2 separate regions of the Sus scrofa genome follow, and region 2 is linked to region 1. A link is a contact called in public HiChIP or PLAC-seq data. All regions are on one chromosome and are shown on one strand. The core of a region is the stretch at or near the end of the contact, and the rest is flanking DNA. Distances in the headings are between cores, read along the strand shown.

Region 1 (5,347 bases), core at 1,544-4,043:
CAAGGAGGTCCTGTGGTGGTGCAGCAGAAACGAATCCGACTAGGAACCTTGAGGTTGCGGGTTTGATCCCTGGCCTCACTCAGTGGGTTAAGGATCTGGAGTTGCTGTGAGCTGTGGTGTAGGCCAGCAGCTGTAGCTCCAATTCAACCCCTAGTCTGGGAACCTCCATATGCCACAAGTGCAGCCCTAAAAAACAAAGAAATAAAATAAAAATAAAAATTACAAGCACAAGAGTCAGCCATGCCTGAGTACAAGTCTCAGCTGTGTGGTTTTAGGCAAGTTACCTAATCTCTCTGAGCCACACACACTCCTTGAGCAAATTTTTTTCAAGTGTCTACTTTAAGGGGCTCTATGCTTTATCTGTTTTGAGGAGTACCTAAGATAATGAATGAAAAGTCTCTGGCACCAACTGGAAGTGCGAATCATGAGCACTCGGGAATCTGGTATCATTTACGCCCATTCTTCAAGTTTTGCCGTGATACATTCTCATTAACTGTTTATAATCATCTGTGTTGGCAATTTGGATTTTCTCGGTAATCACAGAATTATTTAGGACTGTTTGGGGGGTTTTTTGAGGTGAGGTTTTATTCAGCATTTTGTAAAGTTTCTGGTTTATTGTACTGTGGTCAGAGATGGTAGCCAATAAAATTTCAAGTTGGAGATATCTGGTAGTTCCTTCAGAGCCTCATATTTTATCAATATTTATCAGTGTTTCATTGGCATTGAAAAAGGTGTGTTCTCCATTTATGAGATACAAAGTTCAATAAATATCATTTGAATGCAAGCCCCAGAATGGAAACTTCATTTACTGCTGTATGTCTATGTCCAGTAAAGGGCCTGGCACACGTCATATATTCAATAAATATTTGCTGAATGAGTGGCTAATGAATCAATCACCTTGCCATTTAAATTCTCAATACCTTTGTACCTTTGGTTATTTTTTCTTACTTCATCTGTCAAAGACTGCTGAGTTATGCTGGTTTCTCACCACTAGTATATTTTCTAGTCTAGATGGCTAAATATAGCTATAAAGATCTATACATAGTTATCTCGTCTGCTTCTAAGTATTTTAACTTTCTATATTTCCACACATGATTTCCTGCCTGAAGGTTTATGGCTATTATACAACCATTGTAAATATACCCTGTATCGATATAAAATGAACACGTAACAAAACACTATCTATACGATACGGTTTAATTATGCATTTATTATTTTGAAAAAGCAAAACATAATAAAATTCAAAAGGTCTAATAGCACCTTTTCATAAAAGTGAAAAATCATTTGTCTCCCTTTTGTCTCCCACTGCCCTCTTTCCCTCCCCTGTGGCAACTACTGTTGACAGATTTTTGCCAGTTAGCTTACTTTGAAAACATTACTTTTGTTTTAGAGAGGAGTTTACGGGATATTACGGGAACTGTTTTGATCTACATGTTTGGTGTCATAAGTCTTCTTTTTTTTGGCCATGCCCATGGCATGGGGAAGTTCCCAGGCCAAGGGCTGAAACCACGCCACAGCTACAGCCTGACCCACAGTAGTGACAATGCCAGATCCTTAACCCCAAGTTACCAGGGAAGTCCTATTAGTCATCTTATTTTATGCTTTCTGTTTCTTAGGCTCCCTTTATGCTTTATGTTCTGCTAGATGGATTACCTTTGCTTTTATCTTCTCTAGAACTGTGGAAGGCATATATTCTACTTTTAAATTTCCCTACTGCTTCCCCCTTAATATTTTCAAAGGTATTCTTTCTTTCTTTCTTTCTTTCTTTCTTTTTTTTTTTTGTCTTTTTAGGGCTGCACCCACAGCATATGGAGGTTTCCAGGCTAGGGGTCGAATCAGAGCTGTAGCTGCCAGCCTGCACCACAGCCATAGCAATGCGGGATCCCTAACCTGCTGAGCCAGGGATCGAACCTGAATCCTCATGGATACTAGTCAGGTTCGTTAACCACTGAGCCACGATGGGAATGCCTCAAAAGTATTCTTAACTTGTATTTCTTGACTTGAAGTCAAGAAGAAAATCAGAGTTCCTGCTGTGGTGTGATAGGACTGGCGGTGTCTCTGCAGCGCTGGGATGCAGGTTCAATCCCCGGGGCTGGCACAGCGGGTTAAGGATCCGGCATTGTCGAAGTTGGGAACGCCATATGCCCGTGGGTGGCCAAAAAAGAAAAAAGGAGTAAACTAACACACTGTGAGTCCCCCCAGTGCAATCAAGAAATTAAGCATATCTCTTTCTTCCTCTGATAATGCTGATAAAATTGGGAGTTACAGATGGAGGTTATTATTATTGTTCTAATCTTGCTCTGTGGTTGGGAGGGAGATTTATCTGCTTGTTAAGGGTTTAACTGTTTATCTTCCCCAAAATCATAGGCTGAAGTCTTAACCTTCCGAGCCACAGAACGTGACTGTCATTGCAGACAGGATCTTTAAAGAGGTAATTAAGTCAAAAAGAGGTCATTACACGGGACTCTAATCTAATATGACCAATGTCCTTATAAAAAGAGGACTCTGACACAGCCATCGAGAAGAAAGATCATGTGTTGACACAGGGAGATGGCCACCATATCTACAAGCCGAAGAAAGGGGCCTCAGAAGAGGCCAATCCTATACCTTGATCTCAGACCTCCAGCCTCCAGAACTGTGGGAAATAAATACCGCTAAGTCACCCCGTCCACCGTCCACCGCACTTGGTGATGGCAGCCGTGGCAAATGAACACATGGCCCAGGTTAGCTCAAGGGAAAGGGGGACCACGGAAAAGCCCCCTCTCATGGGCCCACAGAATGTCTCTAACGACCCTCTGGAGACCCATGGAGGGGACCTCCGGAGGGGACAGAGCACCACGTGTTCCCAGCTGGGCTGCCCCATCGCTTCCTTGACGCGGATGTGGTGACTGATGCCTCTTAGTGACACTGACCAGGAAGTGACCCTCCCCTGCTCAGGAGCCCGCCTTGCTAGCCTCCCGTTACAAGGAGCTAAGCAATGTTCACAGCCACAGTTAGATCATCTTCCCCTGGAGAGAGAGACCCCAGGCGTGGCGCACCTGCTCCAGCGACCTTGTCCTTGCGCCGCACCCAGGACTGGGTCTCGCTGGCAGAGGGTTCACGGACGGCTCTTCCTTCCCAGCTCGCCGCCTCTTCCCCCCTCCTCCCTAATCCCTGCAGAGCTGAGGCCTTTTCTCAGGAAACGCCACCTCTTCCTGCTTACAGAATCTATTCCCCAAAACTTCCGGGGTCGTGTAAACATGAGAGCAGCATGCATTTTTTGCTGGCATCTCTGTGTCTACTCAGCACAAACATATAGCGGAGGGCGAAGCAGGGGCAGCAGGCTTGGGCTCTGGGGCTTTCGGCTCTGAGAAGGAAGGGAAATACTGAAGGGCTATATTTGCAGGGTGTCTACTGCAAAATATGGATTCAAACACTCTTCACCATCTGAGGAATATTTCCCTTCTAAAAAGTCTCTGGTTGTCAGTTGAAGCTTTTTTTGTTTTGTTGTGTTTTCTTAGGGCCCCAGGCTAGGGGGTCAAATTAGAGCTGCAGCTACCGGCCTACACCACAGCCACAGCAACCCTTTACCCACTGAGTGAGGCCGGGGATCAAACCCACATCTTCATGGATCCTAGTCAGGTCCATTAATCGCAGAGCCACGCTGGGAACTCCCGAACTTTTTTTTTTTTGTCTTACCTATGGCACGCACACAGAAGTTCCAGGAATCAAACTTGTGCCACAGCAGTGACCCAAGCTGCTGCAGTGACAACACTGGATGCTTTACCCTCTGCACCACGAGAAACTCCAACACTGCGTAGATTTTGAGTGTACAACATAATGATTTGATATACACATGTACGTGTTGCAAAATGATTACAACTGGAAGTTAACACCCATCACCTCACATCCTTGATTTAAAATGTTTTTCGGGGGAGTTCCCATTGTGGCGCAGCGGAAACAAACCTCACTGGTATCCATGAGGATGCGGGTTCAATCCCTGGCCTTGTTCAGTGGGTTAAGGATCCGGCGTTGCCGCCAGCTGTGGTGTAGGTTGCAGGTGCAGCTTGGATCCTGTGTTGCTATGGCTGTGGTGCAGGCCAGAGGCTGTAGCTCCAATGTGATTCCCTAGCCTGGGAAGCTCCATATGCCAAGGGTATGGCCCTAAAAAGCAAAAAAAAAAAAAAAAAAAGGTCTTATTTTTAGAGCTGTTTTAGGGTCACAGAGCAGCAAAAGCGAACAGAAAGTACAGGAAGTCCCATGTCCCCACTGCCCCACGCATGCGGGGTCTCCCCCACTATCGACAGGCCCCCACAGAGGGGTACACTGGTTACAATGCCTACACTGACGTATCCTAACTACCCAAAGTCCACAGTCTACACAGGGTTCACTCTTGGTGTTGTACCATCTATGGGTTTTGACAAACATATAATGACACGAATCCATCATTACAGAATCATGCAGAAAACTTCACTGTCCTAAAAACCCCGAGCTCTGCCTGCTCTCCCCTCCCTGTCCCTGAACCTCTGTCAACCCACTGACCTTTTTACTGTCTCCAGAGTTTTGCCTTTTCCAGAAGGTCATATAGCTGGGGTTTTTTTGGTGGGGGGCGGGGGGAGCGGGCGGCAAATCCAGGGCATGCAAAAGCTCCCAGGCCAGGCATCGATGCCGGGGCAGTGACAATGCTGGAAGTTAATCGAGAGCTCGGCAAGCTCATGTCTCTCAGTACTGAGGAACAGTCTATTGTCTGGAGGTACCACGATTCTTTGTATGTTTTGAATAACAATCCTTCAACAGATAGGTCTTTTGCAATTATTTTTCTCTCCGTCTGTGACTTGTCTTATTTTCTTGACAGTGTCTTTTATGAAGCAGATGTTTTCAATTTCAATGAAGTCCAGCTTTGATCAATTATTTCTTTCATGCATCAGGCATGAAAGTTGGTTCCGCCTTTGGATGTTCTGACTGCCAGACCCCTTTTTCGTTTCAGAAGAGCTGAGTTTCTGTGACCTGATATAGTTCCTTAAAATGGACCCTGGGAGTTCCTGTCGTGGCTCAGTGATAACAAACCCGACTAGTATCCATGAGGACACGGCTTCGATCCTTGGCCTTGCTCAGTGGGTTAAGGATCCAGCATTGTCATGAGCTGTGGTAAAGGTCGCAGATGCGGCTCAGATCCCAAGTTGCTGTGGCTGTGGTGTAGGCCAGCAGCTACAGCTCCAGTTCCACCTCTTGCCTGGGAACCTCTGAGTGCCTCGGGTGTGGCCCTAAAAAGACCAAAAAAATTCAAAGAAAACCCCCCAAAACCAATAAAAACATGGACTCTGGTCATGACAGGCAATAAACGACTGTTAAAATAATTTTTAGAACT
Region 2 (5,347 bases), core at 781-3,280, 240 kb before region 1:
GCAAGATCTGAGCTGCATCTGAGACCTATGCTGCAGCTTGTGGCAAAGCCAGATCCTTAACCCACTGAGTAAGGCCAGGGATTGCACCTGCATCCTCATGGACAACGGAGTTGTGTTTTTAACCCACTGAGCAACAGTGCACACTCTCAGCAGCTGTGTTGTTTTTTTAAATAGTTGAGTTACAATGTTGTGTCCATTTCTGCTGTACAGTAACGTGAGCCAGTTGTACATGTATATACGTTCTTTTTCTCACATTCTCCCTGGATTTTCTCACAACATCCCTGTGTTTTTTTAACGAGAGAATAAACCAAGAGGAAGGTGTGGGACACAACAGGTAGGGATCTGACGCAGGAGAAAGGAGAGGGGAGTCCTTGAGGTGAGGGTGTTGGGGGCTCCAGGATGACAGCTGCGCTAGTTGCAGAAGGAAACCATTGCGGATTGAAGCAGCGTGACCCCAGAGAGAGAGACAAATGGAGGGCAGCTGCCCCCCTCTGCCCCTGTGCCATCAGGTGGACTTTTAAATCAAGGACAGGGTGTTCAGAGAGACAGGCCCCAGTTTTTCTCTGAACTTCCCCAACGTGCTGATTACTCATGCGTGATCTGCTGTGGATGTTTGTCTACAAATGCTCTGCTTTGACTTTTTTTTTTTTTTTTTTTTTTTTTTTGTCTTTTTGCCTTTTCTAGGGCCGCTCCCCCGGCATATGGAGGTTCCCAGGCTAGAGGTCAAATTGGAGCTGTAGCCGCCAGCCTACGCCAGAACCACAGCCACATGGGATCCGAGCCACTCTGTGACCTACACCACAGCTCACGGCAACGCTGGATCCTTAACCCACTGAGCAGGGCCAGGGCTCGAACCCGTCACCTCCTCGTTCCTAGTTGGATTCGTTAACCACTGAGCCACGATGGGAACTCCTGACTTCTTTGAGGAGTTGGAGCACAAGTCATGTGAACAGAAAACACAGAGGAGCCCCTCCCTCTGACTGTATCCCAGCCAGACACCTAAACCCTGGCCCGTGCTGCGGTGCTGCCACATGTCTCAACTGCTGAGCCTGATGCCCGGGGTTACTCATCGTCTTACTCAATGATTTTCCCATTAAGGCTCTTGTAAAGGCTCCGGGAAGCTGAAGCCAGACAGTGGCCCAGAGTCGGTTCAGCTTCTCTTCTCCTTCAACGGTGGCAGGATCACCTCTTCCTCGCCCTCCTTGACTGGTGCTTGCTACTCAGGTTTCCAAAACAAAGTAATATTTAGGGGTGCAAATTAGGTGGAAATGGAAAGGAAAAATTGGAATGACCAACGCAATAACCATCCCAGCGGTTAGCGCTGAGGGTAAAGACTGCAACTGAGGCGTAAACAGAGGCTTTGAAAAGACTGGAAATGTTTTATATCTCACACTGGGTGGTTGGTAGCTTGCGCTGTTATTGAAGTGGCACTAATTAGTTTACCCCCCCTCCTATTTATGCGCTGCATTTCACAATGACCCATTGTAAACAGCAGGTGCTATCACTCAATAAATAAGGAGATGAACGGGCACCAGCAGAACGAAGAGATGTTCATCCAGAATCTTTGAAAAAGGAAAACACCTGCACAGAGAAAGGGCGGGAGGGACCGTTTGTGTCCGGCTCTGCTGCCGGGAACAGAGATCTGCTTGATTTAACTCGAGAGAGGGGTGGGGATTGTTTTGCGTCTATGTGTGGAATGAACTGGAAGGATCAAACCCAGGAAGTTTTTCACTTTCCCTACAGGCATCTCTGCGTCCCTGTCTGTCTCCTCTGCTCTCTATTGGTTCTACGGTGAACCTCCCCCAAATTCTTTGGCTTAAAGCAACAATCGCCTTTTATTTATTGGCTCTCGATGCTGTGATTTGGGAAGGGATCGGCGGGAACGGCTCAGTCCCGCTCCATCGAGTGTTGGCTGGGTCAGCCTGACTGGGGCTGAGTGACGTTGATGGCTTCACTCACGTGTGTGGCTTCTCAGCTACAGTGTCTAGACCAGCGAGGGCTCAGCTGGACCAATCTCTCCGGGGGGAGCTATTTTTCCTGGTGACTCAGTGCTTGAGGAGAACTCAAGCCGAAGCTGTCAGGTCCCTTAAGCCCCAGGTCCAGAGCTGGCACTGTGTCACTTCCGCTGGATTTTGTTGACCAAAGCGAATTCAGATGACAGGGAGGAGAAACAGACTTCCCCTCTTAATGGGAGAAGTGGAAAGATTACTTGGCAGCTATTTTTGCAATTTGCCATAGCTTTTCTCCTACCGCATAATTTTGACTCGCGCATAATTTTAGTTTGCTCTTTGCCGTAACTCCACTCGTGTTTTTCTGTTAGCTCCAAATTTATTGCTAACCGGTAAGTTCTCTTTTGTATTTTTAGGTTCAAATGCCTAAGAACTAGTTGGTTCAGTTCATCTTTTCACCTCATGCCAGTGGTCAAAGCCTATTTTTTCCCTCAAGTTTTTAGTTTGAAAAATGTTACACTTTCAGGATAGTTGCCTGAATAATAGACCAAATGCCTGTAGACTCCTCACGTAGTCACCAATTTTAACACTTGCCACTTTGCTTGATTGCGCTTTATATAAATGTGTGCAGTTAGTTGAAGACATCATGGCATTTTCCTTTTTTTTTTTTTTTTTTATCTTTTTAGGGCTGAACCTGTGGCATATGGAGGTTCCCAGGCTAGAGGTTGAATCGGAACTATAACTGCCGGCCACAGCCACAGCCATGTAGGATCCAAGCTGTGTCTGCAACCTACACCACAGTCATGGCAACAACGGGTCTGAGCCGCACCTGTGGCCTCTGTCAGAGCTTGCGGCAATGCCAGATCCTCAACCCACTGAGCGAGGCCAGGGGTCGAACCCACATCCTCAGGGACACTATATTGGATTCTGAACCCACTGAGCCACGACAGGAACTCTTGATTATTTCCTCTTGGTTAGAGTCCGCGTGAACCTTTTTGGTAAGAATCGGTGATGGCGTGTGGCTGGCCAGCTGATCGGTTGCTCTTAGACAGTTGCTGGCCAATTGCTTATGTGCATTCACTCCCATCCCCTCTCCTGTCCTCCTCTGGTCAGAACCTTCTGGGTAGCTTCGGCCAAAGGAAGACAGTGGCAGATGATTGGAGAATAGGAGAGGGGAAAGGCTAGGGGGTCCTCCCTGCTTTGTCTCTTCCTGTGAGGTCCTTGACTACGACTGCTTCTCTTTTCTGAAGTCTCCTGTTCCCCCCTGCCAAAAAAAAAAAAAAAAAACAGACCTTCCTGCTATGGGTCCACCTCCCTGGAAATCCCTTTCCTTGCTTCTGGCTCCTTCTGGCTGGTCCCAACCTCTGTGTTCTGATAAAACGTCCTTCTCCCGCCGTCCCTTCAGCCCTGGGGCAGCAGCTGCTCCTGACCCTCGTGAACCTCCAGTCGCCTCGCCATCCTCTGTTTGGCCTCTCAGCTTTTCCATTTCCTGTGGAACCCATTTCCTTTATTTGGTTTGAAAAACTCAGGGTGGCGTCTGCTTTCCTGACTAAACCCTGACTAATACAGGCAGGATGCCTCATCCAGTGACCTGAGGGGTGGCGCTGACGGTATAAACTCAGCAGCATGAGCAGCTGGGGTGGTAAGAGGGGAAATTCCTCCCGAAGGAGGAGCAAGCACTGTAGGTCTCCTCTGTGGTTACACAGAAAAAAAGAAAATGTGCAGAAAAGGTCACATGTCTTGGTGGGAGGATTTGGGATGATTTTTATATTATTTTTTCTCCTTTTTTGTTTATCCAAATTCCCTACCTTTTCTGCAGTGGACAGGGAGTATTTTGTCTTGCAGAAAAAAGTCTAGCCATGCTATATTTATTCAGCAAATTAGAGAATGGTGAAAACCTGTGCATCTATTTTTTTGAGTTAGAGTTTTTGGTTTTTTCTGGCTGTATACCCAGGAGTGGGATTGCTGGATCATATGGTAGCTCTATTTTTAGTTTAGTTTTTGTTTTTGTTTTTCTTTTTATGGCTGCACCTGTGGCATATGGGTCGAATTGGAGGCTAAGGGTCGAATGGGAGCTGCAGCTGCAGGCCTATGCCACAGCCACGGCAACACTGGATCGGAGGTGCATCTGCGACCTACAGTGTAGCTTGCAGCAATGCTGGGTCCTTAACCCACAGAGCGAGGCCAGGGATGGAACCCATTTCCTCACAGAGGCTGCATTGGGTCCTTAACCCACTGAGCCACAATGAGAACTCCTATTTTTAGTTCTTTTAACTCCATAATGTTTTCCATGGTGGCTGCACCAATTTACCTTCCTACCAACAGTATGAGAGGGCTCCCTTTTTTCCACACCCTTTCTAGCATTTATTATTTGTAGATTTTTTGTCGATAGCCAATCTGACCAGTGTGAGATGACACCTCATTGTGGTTTTAATTGGCATTTCTCTAATAATTAGCAATGCTGAGAATCTTTTTGTGTACCTGTTGTCCATCTGTATGTCTTCTTCTTCTTTTTTTTTTTTGTCTGTCTTCTTTTTTGCTTTTTAGGGCCACTCCCATGGCATATAGAGGCTCCTAGGCTAGGGGTCGAATCAGAGCTCCAGCTGCCAGCCTACACCACAACCACAGCTACGCAGGATCCAAGCGTGTCTGTGACCTACATCACAGCTCATGGCAACGCTGGATCCTTGACCCACTGAGCGAGGCCAGGGATGGAACCCACAGCCTCGTGGTTTCTAGTCGGATTTGTTTTTGCTGTGCCATGATGGGAACTCCTATCTTTGGTCTTTTTAGGGCCACACCCACAGCATATGGAGTTTCCCAGGCTTGGGGTCAAATCAGAGCTGCAGCTGCCAGCCTACACCACAGCCACAGCAACACCAGATCCGAGCCGCGTCTGCGACCTACACCATAGCTCAGAGCAAACCAGATCCTTAACCCACTGAGTGAGGCCAGGGGTTGAACCTGTGTCCTCATGAATACTAGTCAGGTTCATTACTACTGAGCCACGATAGGAACTCCTGTTTTGTTTTGTTCTGTGTTGTTATTGACTTATATGAGCTGTTTGTGTATTTTGGATATTAACCCCCTTGTTGCATCATTTACTAATATTTTCTCCTAGTCCATAGGTTGTCTTTTCATTTTGTTTATGGTTTCCTTTGCTGTGCAAAAGCTTATACGTTTGATTAGATCCCATTTGTTTATTTTTTCCTTTGGTTTCTGTTGCCTTGGTAGACTGACCTCAGGAAACACCGGTATGAGGTATGTCAGAGAAGGTTTTTCCTCTGTTCTCTACCAGGAACACAGTAAATGCTGTCATATCTTACATAAGCCTTTACGCCACTGTGAGTTTGTTTTTGTCTGTGGTATGAGAGTGTGTGTTAATTTCATTGATTTAC

What was found. HiChIP or PLAC-seq counts read pairs in DNA pulled down with a chosen protein or histone mark.
Region 2: a contact with region 1 is called in an H3K27ac HiChIP or PLAC-seq map of alveolar macrophages. The contact joins two enhancer-like sites. A contact is called at or near these places in 1 of 47 Hi-C or Micro-C datasets (epiblast stem cells) and 1 of 2 datasets of contacts at active chromatin or transcription factors (alveolar macrophages).

What each region holds. Positions count from the first base shown.
Region 1 is chr12:52,125,332-52,130,678 of Sscrofa11.1, reverse strand. No RefSeq gene overlaps it. Among named protein-coding and RNA genes, the nearest start is that of TM4SF5, 10 kb to the right of the region's middle. Within about 2 kb of position 2,793, at least 9 of the 83 cell types and tissues checked have an H3K27ac peak or open chromatin away from gene starts, as enhancers often do. A contact at or near this core is called in alveolar macrophages, where this site is marked.
Region 2 is chr12:52,362,329-52,367,675 of Sscrofa11.1, reverse strand. The region is part of intron 4 of LOC110256106 (a long non-coding RNA gene); the gene reads left to right. Among named protein-coding and RNA genes, the nearest start is that of ALOX12, 37 kb to the left of the region's middle. Within about 2 kb of position 2,030, at least 41 of the 83 cell types and tissues checked have an H3K27ac peak or open chromatin away from gene starts, as enhancers often do. A contact at or near this core is called in alveolar macrophages, where this site is marked.